Linked DNA regions of Mus musculus: region 1 is linked to region 2. A link is a contact called in public promoter capture Hi-C data. All regions are on one chromosome and are shown on one strand. The core of a region is the stretch at or near the end of the contact, and the rest is flanking DNA. Distances in the headings are between cores, read along the strand shown.

Region 1 (6,829 bases), core at 684-3,183, 570 kb before region 2:
TGTTGATACAAAGAGTATTGATACAAAGAGTATTGATACAAAGAGTATGAGGATAAGGTCCTTGTACTGGAGGATAAAATTAGCTACTTTTCATGACATTGTGAATGTTTCTTGAGAGCAAGTCTTGCCAGCACAGAAAAATAAAAACTCTCAAATTCTACAAGGATACCACCACTTGAGTACATGCTAGGATTTTAGGAAGGCTTCTGATGATAGGGTTTTTGTTTTTGTTTTTGTTTTTTGTTTTTTGTTTTTTTTGAGACAGGGTTTCTCTGTGTAGCCCTAGCTGTCCTGGAACTCACTTTGTAGACCAGGCTGGCCTCGAACTCAGAAGTCCGCCTGCTTCTGCCTCCCAAGGCATGCACCACCACGCCAGGCTCTGTTGAAAGTTTTAATTGTCAACTTGATACAATCTAGAATCCTCCGGGAAGAGAATCTCCATGCAGGATCTCTAGATGAAGCCAGCCTGTTGGTGTGTCTGTGGGTGGTTGTCTTGATTACACTAAGTGATATAGGCAGGTCTGCCTGTGATGGGCAGCACCATTCCCAAGACAGGGGATCCGGGACTGTGTTAAGTACAGAGAAGGTGCTGAGTACCAGTAAGCATGCATGTATTCATTTCTCTCTGCTCTTGATTGTGGATGCAACCAGCTAAGGTCCCTGTCTAAGGTTTTCCACAATGATGGACTATGACCTAGAATTGTGAGTCCAGAATACATCCTTTTAGCCTTATAGTTGCTATGTCAGGATATTTTATCACACCAACAAGAATAAAATTAAAACACAAAATGAGCCCCCAAATTGAATTAGATTCCTCACATAGTTCTGGAGACTTGGGTACCAATTAAGCATGTATCTGAAGTGTAGGAGTCAATTTGCTCTTAAACAACAGAGATAACAGAAACGATCTATATCTGGCTGACTGTGAGCTATTCTTACAGAAACAAGAAATGAAAAGCTATGCTATTGAGTTGTCCGTCAACAAGGAAAAGTTACTCAAGGTTCATTCAGTCCAGTCTCCTAGCCGTTGAGGGAGACTTGCTTAGGGGAGCTGTGACTTAAAGAAGCTGCAAGAAAGAAAGAACTGACGGAAGGAAGGAAGGAAGGAAGGAAGGAAGGAAGAAAGAAAGAAAGAAAGAAAGAAAGAAAGAAAGAAAGAAAGAAAGAGAGAAAGAAAGAAGAACTGAGTGGAGAAGGGAACGACAGAAACTTCATGAGGCAGCTGGGCCACAGGTATTCATCCAAGATGGACTAGTTTCCTGCGGACAAACCCGAAGGTGCATCAGGGACAGTTGATGGAAATCACAGTCCATCCAGCCCTGACATACCTGAGCGATAAAGGCTTGGTGTTGACATGTTCTCAGGATAGACATCTGTCCCCACAGGTAACAGCAGCTACTCTGAGTGACTCCGAGGTTATTTCCCCATATATATCTCGAGCAGGAAGAATTTAAAGAAGCAAAACCCCCAAACTCCGGTTCTTCTCCACCAGGGTTCTAGGTAAAGTTGAGAAAGATCTAACTAACAAAAAGCAAGAAAAGATTGGTAGGGCTGGGGAATTGGGCAGGAATGGAGTGAAAACTCTTGCCTGCTTTAGGCATCCCCCTGCCACCCTAAACTGAGAGAAATGTCCTCTCCTAAAAGTCACGTCAAACAACCTTAGGACCAACTAAAGATTCAGTCAAGTGCCTCTGGGACACAACTTGCACGCATCCCCCCCCCCCCCCCCCCCCGCGAGGGTCTTCTGTAGGGTGAAGGTTCCCGAATACCCCCACCCCAGCCCCTTCGGGCATTTAGGCCGCCAAAGCTGGGGCTCCTCCTCTCCAGCGTCTGACTCTCCCCTTGCTTTTCTTCGCTCGGGCCCTCCCCCAGCCTCCGCGGATGGGGGGGCCGGGCTTGGCTCCGCGAGGCCCGTGCATTCCAGAGAGCAGGGCCAGCTAGAGCAACAAAGGAGCCCGGTAGTCGGCAGGGAGAGCTCAGGGGGCTGCGGCGCGCTCGCGCGGAGGTGGCTGCTGGGCCGCGGGCTGGCGTGGGGGCGGAGCCGGGGACCCACTCCCGCACCCCCCCCCCCCCCCCGGCCGGCGCCTGGCCTCCATCGAGGGGCTGGGAGTCGGTTTTAATGGTGGGAGAGGGAATGGGGCTGGAGATCGGGGCCCCGGAGGGTTCCCAGGGTTGAAGACAGCTTCGATCTCCAGGCCAGGGAGTCCGGGGTCTGTGCATCCTGGCCCGGGCCTGCGCTGCTCAACATGGGGCCCGGGTTCCAAAGTTTGCAAAGTTGGGAGTCGAGGGGCCCGGACGCGCGCGGCGCCTGGCGAAAGCTGGCCCCAGACTTTCGGGGCGCACCGGTCGCCTAAGTAGCCTCCGCGGCCCCCGGGGTCGTGTGTGTGGCCAGGGGACTCCGGGGAGCTCCGGGGCGCCTCAGCTTTTGCTGAGTTGGCTGTTTGGCCATGGCCGCTGGCCGCCCCGTGCGTGGGCCCGAGCTGGCGCCCCGGAGGCTGCTGCAGTTGCTGCTGCTGGTACTGCTGGGGGGCCCGGGCCGGGGGGCGGCCTTGAGCGGGAACGTGACCGGGCCTGGGCCTCACAGCGCCAGCGGGAGCTCGAGGAGGGACGTGCCGGTGACCAGCCCTCCGCCGCCGCTGCTGAGCCACTGCGGCCGGGCCGCCCACTGCGAGCCTTTGCGCTACAACGTGTGCCTGGGCTCGGCGCTGCCCTACGGAGCCACCACCACGCTGCTGGCTGGGGACTCGGACTCGCAGGAGGAAGCGCACGGCAAGCTCGTGCTCTGGTCCGGTAAGCGCGCGGGAGTCGGGATTGCGACGCGGAGGTGATGGGACCGGCCACTGACGGAAAGAAAAGGCTCAGGCCTCAAACTGTTGGGCGGGCGCGGCTTGCACCCGGAATAGTTGGAGAAACGAGTCCGGAACTTTTGGGACAGGTTGCGTGCGGGAAGGAGACTCTGCGTGTTGGAGAAGGGGTCGGGGCAAGAGACCAGGGAAGCCAGTCGGTCACAAAGAGCCCGAGTAAGGATGGGGTTAGGGGGATGCAAGGAGGGAGAAGAGATGTATTCGTGAAGCAACAGTCCATGGGGATTCTGGGCAGTGTTCAGACCTTGAGGCAATCTGAGTTGTAGAGAAGAAAGAGAGGATGAAGGTGGAAGACATTTAAGGATTTGGAGGGAAGGGGCGAGGAAAACTTGTACATTCTGAGAAGGAAAAAAAAAATGCCTCCTTGTAGTAACTAAAAAGCCAAACGAACCACCTGGTAATCTTGATTTAGATCAGCCCAGGGAACCAATGATTTTTGTCTTGTTTTTACCCGTTTAAGTTTCCTTATCTGAAAAATGGAAGCTCTGATCCACTCGGGTTAAGAAGGAGGGAGACGATTTAAACAGTTGTTTGTGGCTCTGTGGAAATGTGAAGCCTCACGCCAGTGTATGCTGTGGAGGAACATTAAGTCTGGGGTGTTGAGAGCCTGTGGGCACCGTCCAGAGTGGCAGAAAGTCCTTTCCTTGGGGTAGGATTGTGACAGAGCCTGAAAACAGCAGACTACATCAAACAAGTCCTTCCTAGGCTATTTAGGATGGTTTATCTCTCTGCCTGTCACCCAGTTGGACTGAGAGCCTGTAGGGTGCTGGGGAGGGGACAGTCCTTGTCATTTTCCCATCCCTCTTCCCCACCCCGAACCCCCACTTCGGTGTGATGTAAAAGCTGTCCTTGATGGAAAAAGAAAATAAAATTGAGAGCCCGGAGCAAACCAGAGAGCCTGACAGTGTCCCTAGCTTTAGCTCTTCCTCTGAGGTTGTGAGGCTCCGACTAGGAGGTAGTGTGAACCGTAGGCTGACTGTCTTGGGCTGAGGTGTGTTGTCAACTTGACTACTAGAGTTCTCAGTTGTAGCTGAGTGCTGCCTGGGGTCCTAAGGTTCTTGGCTTGATGCAGATGTTGGAGCAGGAACTTGGAGGACGGCGGGTACCGAGAAGATAGAACTGTATTCTATGGAGATAAGGTTCTAAAGTAACCTATAGGTGGAGACCTCTCGAGGGAGTCGAATGACGCTTTCACAGGGGTTGTCTAAGACCATCAGAAAACACAGATATTTACATTATGAACTATAACAGTAGCAACCTTACAGTCATCAAAATAATTTCATGGTTTGGGGAGCGGGAGCGAACTGTATTAAAGGGTCGCAGCATTAGGAAGGTTGAGAACCTTAGAAGCTAAACCCAGAATCTAAGGCAGCAGCTATATGTAATCAACAGTAGCTTTGAAAAAAAAAATCCATAAATTACTCTAATGTAAGGTCTGTGTGATTTCACACATGCACACTTATGATAATATGTTTGCATAAATGCAGTATAGAAGATATAAGAATGGACATACAGAGGGAATATAATTGTAGTCTTTAAAGCTATATATGTGCAAAAGACTGACAGAATGAAAACGGAACATGAAAGAAAGATTACGAGCCCTCGGATGGCTCAGGTAGAGGTGCTTGCTATGCACACCCCATGATCTGAGCAGCATGCCCAGAACCCAAGAGAGAAGAGACCTGTGTGCTGACAGCTGTTGTCTGATGCCCGGGTGTGCCCTGTGGCACCCATGTTCCTGCTCACACACCCCCGACTACTAAACAACAACATTTTTTTAAAAGATTCAGCCAGATATGATGGCGCACGCCTTTAATCTCAGCACTGAGGAGGCAGAGGCAGGCAGATCTCTGAGTTCAAGGCCAGCCTGGTCTATAGAGCGGGTTCTAGGACAGCCAGAACTACCTAGTGGAACCCTGTCTCAAAAAAACCAAACCAAACCAATTCAAATAAAAACAAACAAACACCCTTAAAAGAATACAAAAAGGAAAGTAATCTTCAATAAGGTATGGCCTGAAATGAGACTTGAATTTAGGAGGACGCCATATGAAAAATCCTGACCTCTCAGCACAAGACAATCATCAAGTTTTGTGTTGCTGAAAGGATGCTCTCCCCCACTTCCTCTCTCTCTCTCTCTCTCTTTGTGTGTGTGTGTGTGTGAGAGTTGATTCACAGGGCCTATGACTGAATTCTCCCAAGTGACAGTTACCCTCTGAAGCTGTTATCAGATCAAGGAGGAAGGGTGCACCTTTCCCAGCCCATGCGCCCAAGAGTGGCTGCTGAGCTGCAGGAGTGTCTGCAAGTTAGAACCATGTGCTGGGTGTTCAGGTTTTGGTCGCTCTAGCTGCTTAATCATGGCGGTACAGGGGCACAAGCTCTGAGCCCAGAGCTTCTGACTCACACTGAGTTCTTTCCTGTTGCTGCCCATTTACAGCTTTCCTCTTCTCCGTGTGTGGACTAGAAGCAGGTGCTGACACAGGCTGGATCAGTAGATGGGGAAGGTGAAAGGGAGCCGTCAGTGAGAATCACAGGCAGGTAGGAGCCAGGAGCTAGTGTTTGTCCTATCTGGAATTATAGGTCCTGATTTAGTGTTATTTATTGTCTCACTTTGGCAGGTGGTTTTGTGGGTAATAAAGATATTCTAGCTTATGTTCATTATAAACTTTGTAGGGTAGAGATTCAATCTTTATGTTTTTCAGAGCCTCTCTGGGCTGAGTATACAGCCTAAATCCACACATTCAATTGTACTGAGTACATCACATCCTGGGGCAGGGATCGAGGTATATCAAGATGGAGATTACAGAAATGAGCTCTCCGATTTCAAGAGGAGGAAGGACAATTAAACGGGTTGGCAATACCTGTGAAAAGTCTGGTCACATCGTAGGTGCTGAAGGCACACGAAGAGCTTTGGGGAGCAAGAGAAGATACCCAGAGAAACTGACATCTCACCGGTGACTTGAGAAATAAACAGGAGTGTCCAGGGAGTTGAGCCAGAGAACGGGAAGAGGCAAAGGCTTTAGAGGAACAGAGAATGGTACTTAGAGATACAATGTTGGCATAGAACTGGACCAAGGCACATTAGAAGCAGAACTGTAAGACTCAGGGGGACTAGATTGCAAGGGCTCACCCTGTAGTAAGTTAAGATGCTACCAATCAAAAGATGACAAGGAGCCTATGATAAGCAAGGCTTTTGAAACAAGGTAGAAATGTAATTGTATCTGCATTTTGAAAAGATTTCTTTGGGCTAGGTGTGGTTGGTGATACACGCTCACAATTCCAGCTTTTGGGAGGCTGAGACAGGAGGATGATTGTGAGTGCTAGGTCAACCTGTGTAGATAGTGAGTACCAGACCAGTTCAAGATTTCAACTCTAAAAACAGGGAAGGATTGAAGTGATTGTTCAGGGGTTAAGAATACTCCCTGGTTTTGCAGAGCACCTGGGTTCGATTCCCATCACCTACATCTGGTAGCTCACTGCAGCCTATAGCTCCAGTTCCAGGGGAGCCAATGCTCTCTTCTGGCCTTAGTGGGCACCTGCATATGCGGTGTATGTACACACACTTGGGTGCACACATACGCATTTGAGGGGCAGGGGTTGCTATATAAAACAGCCGCCAGAGAGAAGGAAGAACCTGGAACCTGATTATTTGGTCAGGACATGGATGAAATGGTCTTGGGGTGGGGGGGTGATAGTGGTCAGGATGGGGGTAACAGGCTGAAGTTTGGGAAGATTATAATGTCGGAAGCAGATTTGCTGATGTGTTGGGTGCCAGGCTGAGCAGGAGGAAGAGTGAGATGCTGGGGATGGTGGTGCCCTTCCTTTCTACTGGTGGTAGTAGAGGTAGGGTGAGGATGGAAGTGTGGCTTTGCCTTTGGCTTTGTGTGTTAGACAGTCAGTGGATATCTACATGGAGCTCTGTGGCAGATCTGGGAAGAGTTTCCATAGAGAACAGGCCTCTATAGGCT
Region 2 (6,714 bases), core at 3,456-5,955:
ACTTGGGAGGCAGAGGCAGAAGCAGATGGATTTCTGAGTTCGAGCCCAGCCTGGTCTACAAAGTGAGTTCCAGGACAGCCAGGGCAACACAGAGAAACCCTGTCTCGATAAACAAACAAACAAAAACTAATTCCACAAGTACTACGTCCACCACTTTGAACTTCTCACTAACCCCTCCACATTGACACACTGTGCCTGACACAAAGAGGGTGCACAAATATTTAGAGGTTTGAACTTGTTCCAGAAAATTTCTGAAGCCCTTACAGCAAACACCAGCTTTTCTTTAAATTCTAGCAAGCTTAGAGCTCTGGGGGTCCATTCCCACTACAGGTTTAAGTCACTATTAACTATAAGTCACTTAAGGACATTTAAAACGTCATATCCTGTTTTGTTACTGAGATCTCCTGGAAAAGACAGTCTTTGAAAAGTCATAGTATTCGAAATTTCCAAGTATTACAGCAACGAGAGGTGTGCCAAGTCCCCATTATGATAAGATTCAGTTTTCTAGTTTAATTTTTTGAACATTTCTTGAGTCTGAGTACAGGTTTTCCTTTTTTTACCCCTTGAAAATACCCTTGGTTCTGTCAGCAGCTCAAGGCATCCCCAGCCCCCACCTCCTTTGTATGTAAACACACTCTTGTCACACACTCCCATCAGCTGTTTGGTAGCTCCACCCCTCCTCCTTTTCCGGGTAGTAACAGAGCAGCCAATGAGCTGCAAGGAGCTGTGCCTGCGGCCTTTTGCCTGCATACGCTTTTCCAAAACAAGCAGCTCTAGCCTTCAGCAGGGGCACTGGTTCACAGATAAAAGGCTCACCAGAGCTGTGCAACAGGGCGAGACAGTCACCCCCACCAACAAGGAAACCCATGTAACCTGAGCTGTTTGTTCCTCCACCAGGGACAACTTCAACCAATATTCCTTTAGGGCAAATCACGCTTAAGGTCACCAGAGTCCCAGTTCTCAGACAATCTAAATAATCAGTGGTTGCCGATGGAAACCTCAAAGGTGGCTAGTCCTGTGTGGCTCTCAAGGCTAGCAATCTACCTGGCTCTGGCAAGCAAATGGCTGCACTATCCAAGATCATTTTACAGAACCTAGGCTAAAGACAAGTGGTTTTTATCCCGCAGCACCCGAAAGTCATGTAAATCAGTTTCTAGGCTCCTGTGGAGGTTTGCACAACCCTCAGCTGAGGATCAGAAGAGAAACAATGAATGAGTCAGAGTTTCAGAGTATAATCGCCCAGCAGATTAAGTGCATTGGTGCAAAACACTCACTCCCTGCATAACTTGGGAGTCGGCTATCCTACCAACCCGTCACAAAAGAAATACCACTGGCTCTGAAAGAGACCGTGTCTGGCAAGGTGCAGGAAAGCAGTGACCAATTAGTAACACACCCTCTTCTCTCCCTACCCCCACACCGCTACTTTCCTACCATATAGGTTGCTGCCAAGCTATAAATCCTTGTAGTGTAATTATGCCCAGAAGACAGCCAAAAATGGGCTGAAACAGGAGACATTGATGAAACTGGCTATCAGCCTCTACCAAAGAAACCACGGAGGGACGACGACAAGTACCAGACATTCCTTCAGACCTTTTCTTTCTACTTCCTTACCACCATCTTTCATTTTTAATCCTCAGCACTGACAGGTGATTGTACCCATCTTACCAGCAGACTGAAGAATTCACTCTTAAATTTTTCACTAAGTATACCTTTCCCCAAAATTGTAAACTCCACTTGGGCCTACTGATGTGAATTCAACTGAGAAAGGAGACCATAAAATCTCTCACCTCCACAATACACACAAACATGCACACACAAAAGGAAATCCGAAAAATTTTCACTCCCAAACTACATTAAACCAGAAAATAAACTTGAAGTAGAGATAGCCTCTAGCTTTCAAATCAAAACTGTTATCCTCTTATCTCAGAAATCTACAGTTTTAAAGAGCCCTGCTTTCTTTGTCAGCAAGGGAGGTGGGGAAAGAACAGAAGCCAGTGCATCTTTGCCTTTCTTCATCTTCTACTAAAAATAAGCTATGAAATAAGCCACTTAGGGAGAGGGGGAAGAGAGACACCCCGCTGTTCTTTGTTTCCCTCTCCCTCGCTGCCCCCCCCCACTAGTCACCCCCCCACACACCCGGACTCCTAAATGCGGTAATCATTCTAGATGCCACAACTACTACGTGAACAAAAGGCACTGTATGGAAAAGGCATCAGGTCAAGTTAGGCCTCACTCTTTATCCTCAATCTTTCAGAAATCTATATATGAACGTAATTTGAGGATCTGACATCGATCAAAAACAGCTGGAATTCTCTCCCCCACTCCATCCCAATTATACATTAGGGTGAAATTTGCATTAGGTGTGATGGTAACTCTCAAACTCTCAATTCAAGACAAAAAAAACTCCTAAGTCTAGCACCATGTCATTTCCTAGTTTCTAAACAAAAATACCCCCCCAACTGCTTTGTGTAGAATGTACAGAGCCATGGTTACAAGTTTTCCTGCGGTATGAAAAGCCAGCATTCCGGTATCATTCATGCATTTACAAAACAATCACAGCCACAAACAGCCCATAAAAGAGTAGATGTCACATTTGCCTAGGTGTGTATCTAGCGTAATACTCTTTCTTACTGGCTTCACTCTAGTCCTTCCTACTACTGCCCTTCCCCCAAATTCTAGATTTCAAACCCTAAAACTTGCGAGTCTAACCACTATTCTTAATTTCTAGCCAGCTCTCCCCTGGGCAAAGAGAAAAAATACCTTCTTATTCTTGAAAAGATGTCACAAAAAAAAAAAAAAAAAGAAAGAAAATGAAAAAGAAAACTCTTGCCTAGGCAACTTTCCTCCCATCCCCCAAGTTAAAATCCTAAGCAAAAACTACTTTTAAAAACTTCAGCAAATTCCATAACTGAGTTTTTGACAACCACCACTGATGTTTAGGAAAAATAAAAAAATAAAAAACAGCAACAAGTAAGAGAAGGAATTACCTGAAGAATCTAGACAAACAACTTGAGTTATATAAACAAAATCCTGCAACGGGGGAAATGGTTGGGGGATGGGGGCGAGGCAGAAAAGAGAAACAGGAGACAAGACTTGTTAACAGCCTTTCACACACTACCGCCCCCCCTCACCCTCTCCCTGGGGATCAGCTATTTACAACACTGGGCTCTCACCCCCACCCTCAAAAAATAAAAACATTTTTTTAAATGCTCGATTTGCCTTAGGAACCTTCGCGAATTTCTCTACTGGTCATGCAAAAAAAAATCAGCCTGGATTCCAACCAAAACCACTGCCTGGAGGACTCTTATCAGTTACAGCTCTCCCACTGCAACCTCGGGTGTATATAAAGCTGGGGGAAGGGGTAGAAAATAAAAGGTGTCACTTGGCCCAGATCAGGGCAAGCAGTCCCCAAGAACCATATCCTCAGAGGGAGTTTTGCTCAAGTGGCTATTTTGTTCGGGGAGCTCCTTTCTCTCCTTCGTCCCAGCTGTCAGTTCCACAATATGGAGGGTGGCCTGCCTGCTAAGAGGGCCTGGGGGTCCTCACTGCATGCACTATGAGTGGGATAGGCTTTGTGAGTAGAAAGAAAAACAGGAAGGTTCTCCAGACCAGAAGGCTTAACAGGAGTGTCTGATTTAAAACACACGGAGCTCTTTATTACAAGAGGGGGCCCTGGGCAGGCTACTCTCTTCCTAATATAGAAAGGAATTAGGGATAAAGAAGGTTGCTTGAGTTACCCCAGTTTAAGCAGCACTGTGACTGGAAGGAACAGGGACACCCGAGAGAGAGAGAAAGAGAGAGAGAGAGAAAGGCTTCCCTCTCAGGAATTTCTATAATGAACCCATAAACCCAAAGCTAGCAAACAGGAAGCAAAGACCCTGAAGATGAGCTCCCGGTGACGAAGGAGGCGTCTAGTTATACCCCCACACACACCCCTAAGAAAGGGCCGTCTTAGGAATCCAAACGTCGTAGAGGGAAAGTCAGGGGCTGGGGGTGGGGGGGGAGTGCAAGGAAGGCGAAGAACAACGCACATCTCGGGGGGCTGCAGATAAAGGGGGACTGAAAAAGCCCTCGGCTCCGGGGAGGTGCCAAGGGGCCGCCGTAGGCACTGGGGGAGGGAGGGGAGGCGCGGCCAGTGGCCTGGAGTGCCCCGGAGCCCTCGAGTGGGCACCCCCACCCGCCCCACACGCAGTCCGAATTCCCCTCCATGAAGGATACAGCTTGACTACGTCCGTGTCCATCCGCCTCTTGCCGGGACTGGGGGATGACATGGTGTCGCCGCTGCCGCTGCCTCCCCGTCGCCTGCGCCGCCGCCGCCTCTCTCCCCTCCTTGGCCCGTCTGTCACGGGCTCCGGGCCCAGCTCGCAGGGCCCCGCGGCCTCGCCGGCTCCTCGGCCGAGGTGGCAACACCCGCGCGGTCCCGTGGGGTCCGCTCAGCCGCCGCCCCCCGCACGGGGGAACACCGGGCACTGCCCCGCCGAGTGGGGGCGGGGACCGAGGCGCCCGCTCGGGCTGCCCTCCGACTGAGGCTCCGCCGCGGCCCGGGCTGCCGCTGCTCCGCGCCGTGCGCCGCTCCCTCCCGCCTGCGCTAGCTCGTTCGCCTGCCCGCCCGCTCGCTCACGCTCTCGCCAGCTCCCAGCTGCTTCCTCCACAAGCCGACGACTCCAGCTCGGTCGGCCTCTCTACCCTAGCCTCGCTCTAGGCGCCGTGATGTCACCTCTGTGACGTCATCTGAGGGGCGGGGCGCCGGTGGGAGGGGAGGAGCATCGTCGTCGCGGTGTAAGCTTGTCAGGGGAGTTCTGGGAGATGTAGTTCCTCTTTCTCCTGCCATCGTGCATTCCCTCCGCCCCCTCCCCCAACCTCCTCACACACTTCATCGATCAACTGCCAGTGTCGTTACCATCAACATAAACGACGGTAGTAAATAATGGCAGTATGATTACATTCATACTTTATGTACCACCCTCTCAACAGTGCTGCAAAGGCTGTTTGGATATGGAGGAGGCCAAAGTGGCAATTACTCAGACTGGCGTCCAAATCTGGAAATTCCCACACCAGCATGTTCTCTCCACTCTGCTCCCTCTTCAGAGGGAATTGGTTTGCAGGGATTTAGACTACAGTAAGGCTTCCCCAGAGCTTGCAAACAGGGTTCATTTACCCTCTATGCAAACAAGGTCAACAACTCCGGAACTGCAGTAGAAGCAGCAAAGAACAGAAATAATTTGATACTAACATCCTCATTCTACAGAATTTGAGGTAAGTTGAGGTCCTTTTTAAAATCACAAAGGTGACTGATAGAAGCACCCTAAATAAGTTATAATGCAGAACAAAGACACAGTTCTGCCCTCTGAACTCCTATATCAGTTCATGACTCTGAGGATACAGTGTAGATGAAGATGAAATTTACACAGCTCTCCCAGAATGGACCAGAGTGTCAGCATCATTTGAGAACTAGGAAGGAATGCCTCTAGAAGGGCCTTAGGCCTACTCAATTAACATATGCAGTTGAACTAAGTTCTCAGACAGTTCCCTGAACAGTGAAGTCTGAGATATACTGCTCTACAGGGCTCAAAAGTACTGTAAACCTAAGGAGCAACAAGGTAAAAGAGGCAGAATAGTGCCAAGTATCCTCAAAAGCTTTATCTATTGTCTTTTCTCTATGACACACACTTGGACTTTGTCAGGTCAGGTACTGAGGGCTAAATTGAAGATCATTTGCTCCTATCTTTCTACCCTTCAAAATGCCAGCTATTTTTTTTTTTTTAGTTGTAACATACATATAAAATATACAATGTTAACCATATTTAAATATTCAATGCAACAGCAAAAAACCATTAAATATTGTGCAAGTATGACTAGTGCTCATTTCCTGAACCTTTTCATCAATCCAGACAGAAATCATGTGCCCTTAAAAGAATAACCCCTCCTCCCCATCCCACCAGCCCCTGGTAACTTCCACTCTATGTTCTGGGGAGAAAAAAAGACTATCCATTGCTTTCTCCTAGGAGAAATCTGTCAGCAGACGGGTATGAAAAGACTTCTAGCCACCTTTATCTGATCACTTCATTGAAGGAAGAAAACAAAACAAAACAAGATTTGTCTTTCTCACTGTCTGCACCAGACTCCCTAGGGTGTTATTGCCCCTACCAGCTTTCCTAGAGTGGCTCCCCCAGCCTCCTTTGCCTGATTACCTCCCTCCCCTGTGCTAAGACAGTGGTTTTCAAGCTTGGCCCAACACCTCAGAATCACCTGGGGAGCTTGTTAAGCTCACACAGAGTCCAGGAACTGCTGCTGGGAATTCAGAAGGTCTGGGGTGAGGCCTAAATAGCCTTGTCTTTAACAAGTACCCCGGATGTTTCCGATGCTGGCCAAAGTCAGAAAAGCTCTGCCGTCAAGATTCCAAAAGATGTCTCAATTTCGAGACACCTATCTGACTGTTAAGTGCATTTATAAAGTCCTATGCCCAAAAGGCAGGAGCTGTGTGCTCTCTGCTCCTCCACCACACACACAGTGGCACCTAGAGGACCTGTGGTCATTGTCTCTAAAACCACAGCATATATATAGAACAGACAGTCAAGGAAAGGACACTAGAGGAAGAAAGGCCTGGAGTTAGGGCTTAAAAATTCTACATGGTCTTTTCCTCCTCACTGATACAACTGCTGTGAGCAAAAAAACTTGGGAGACTAACCAGAGAAGTGTTTCATAACGGAAACT

Evidence for each region. Capture Hi-C pulls out chosen DNA fragments and counts their contacts.
Region 1: a promoter capture Hi-C map of adipose tissue shows a contact between it and region 2. The contact joins the promoter of Smo here to the promoter of Ube2h in region 2. A contact is called at or near these places in 3 of 39 promoter capture datasets (embryonic stem cells, hippocampal neurons and stem cell-derived epiblast-like cells), 2 of 484 Hi-C or Micro-C datasets (embryonic stem cells and uterus), 5 of 115 datasets of contacts at active chromatin or transcription factors (astrocytes, extraembryonic endoderm stem cells, neural tube and 2 more) and 2 of 9 other capture datasets (adipose tissue and embryonic stem cells).

What each region holds. Positions count from the first base shown.
Region 1 is chr6:29,733,564-29,740,392 of GRCm38.p6, forward strand. Smo (smoothened, frizzled class receptor) reads left to right here and starts at 1,934. Exons shown (of 12, transcript NM_176996.4): 1 at 1,934-2,790. The coding sequence starts at 2,448.
Region 2 is chr6:30,299,834-30,306,547 of GRCm38.p6, forward strand. It overlaps Ube2h (ubiquitin-conjugating enzyme E2H), which reads right to left and starts at 4,706. Exons shown (of 7, transcript NM_009459.3): 1 at 4,219-4,706. The coding sequence starts at 4,271. It overlaps 1700095J07Rik (RIKEN cDNA 1700095J07 gene), which reads left to right and starts at 4,782. Exons shown (of 2, transcript NR_166056.1): 1 at 4,782-5,256.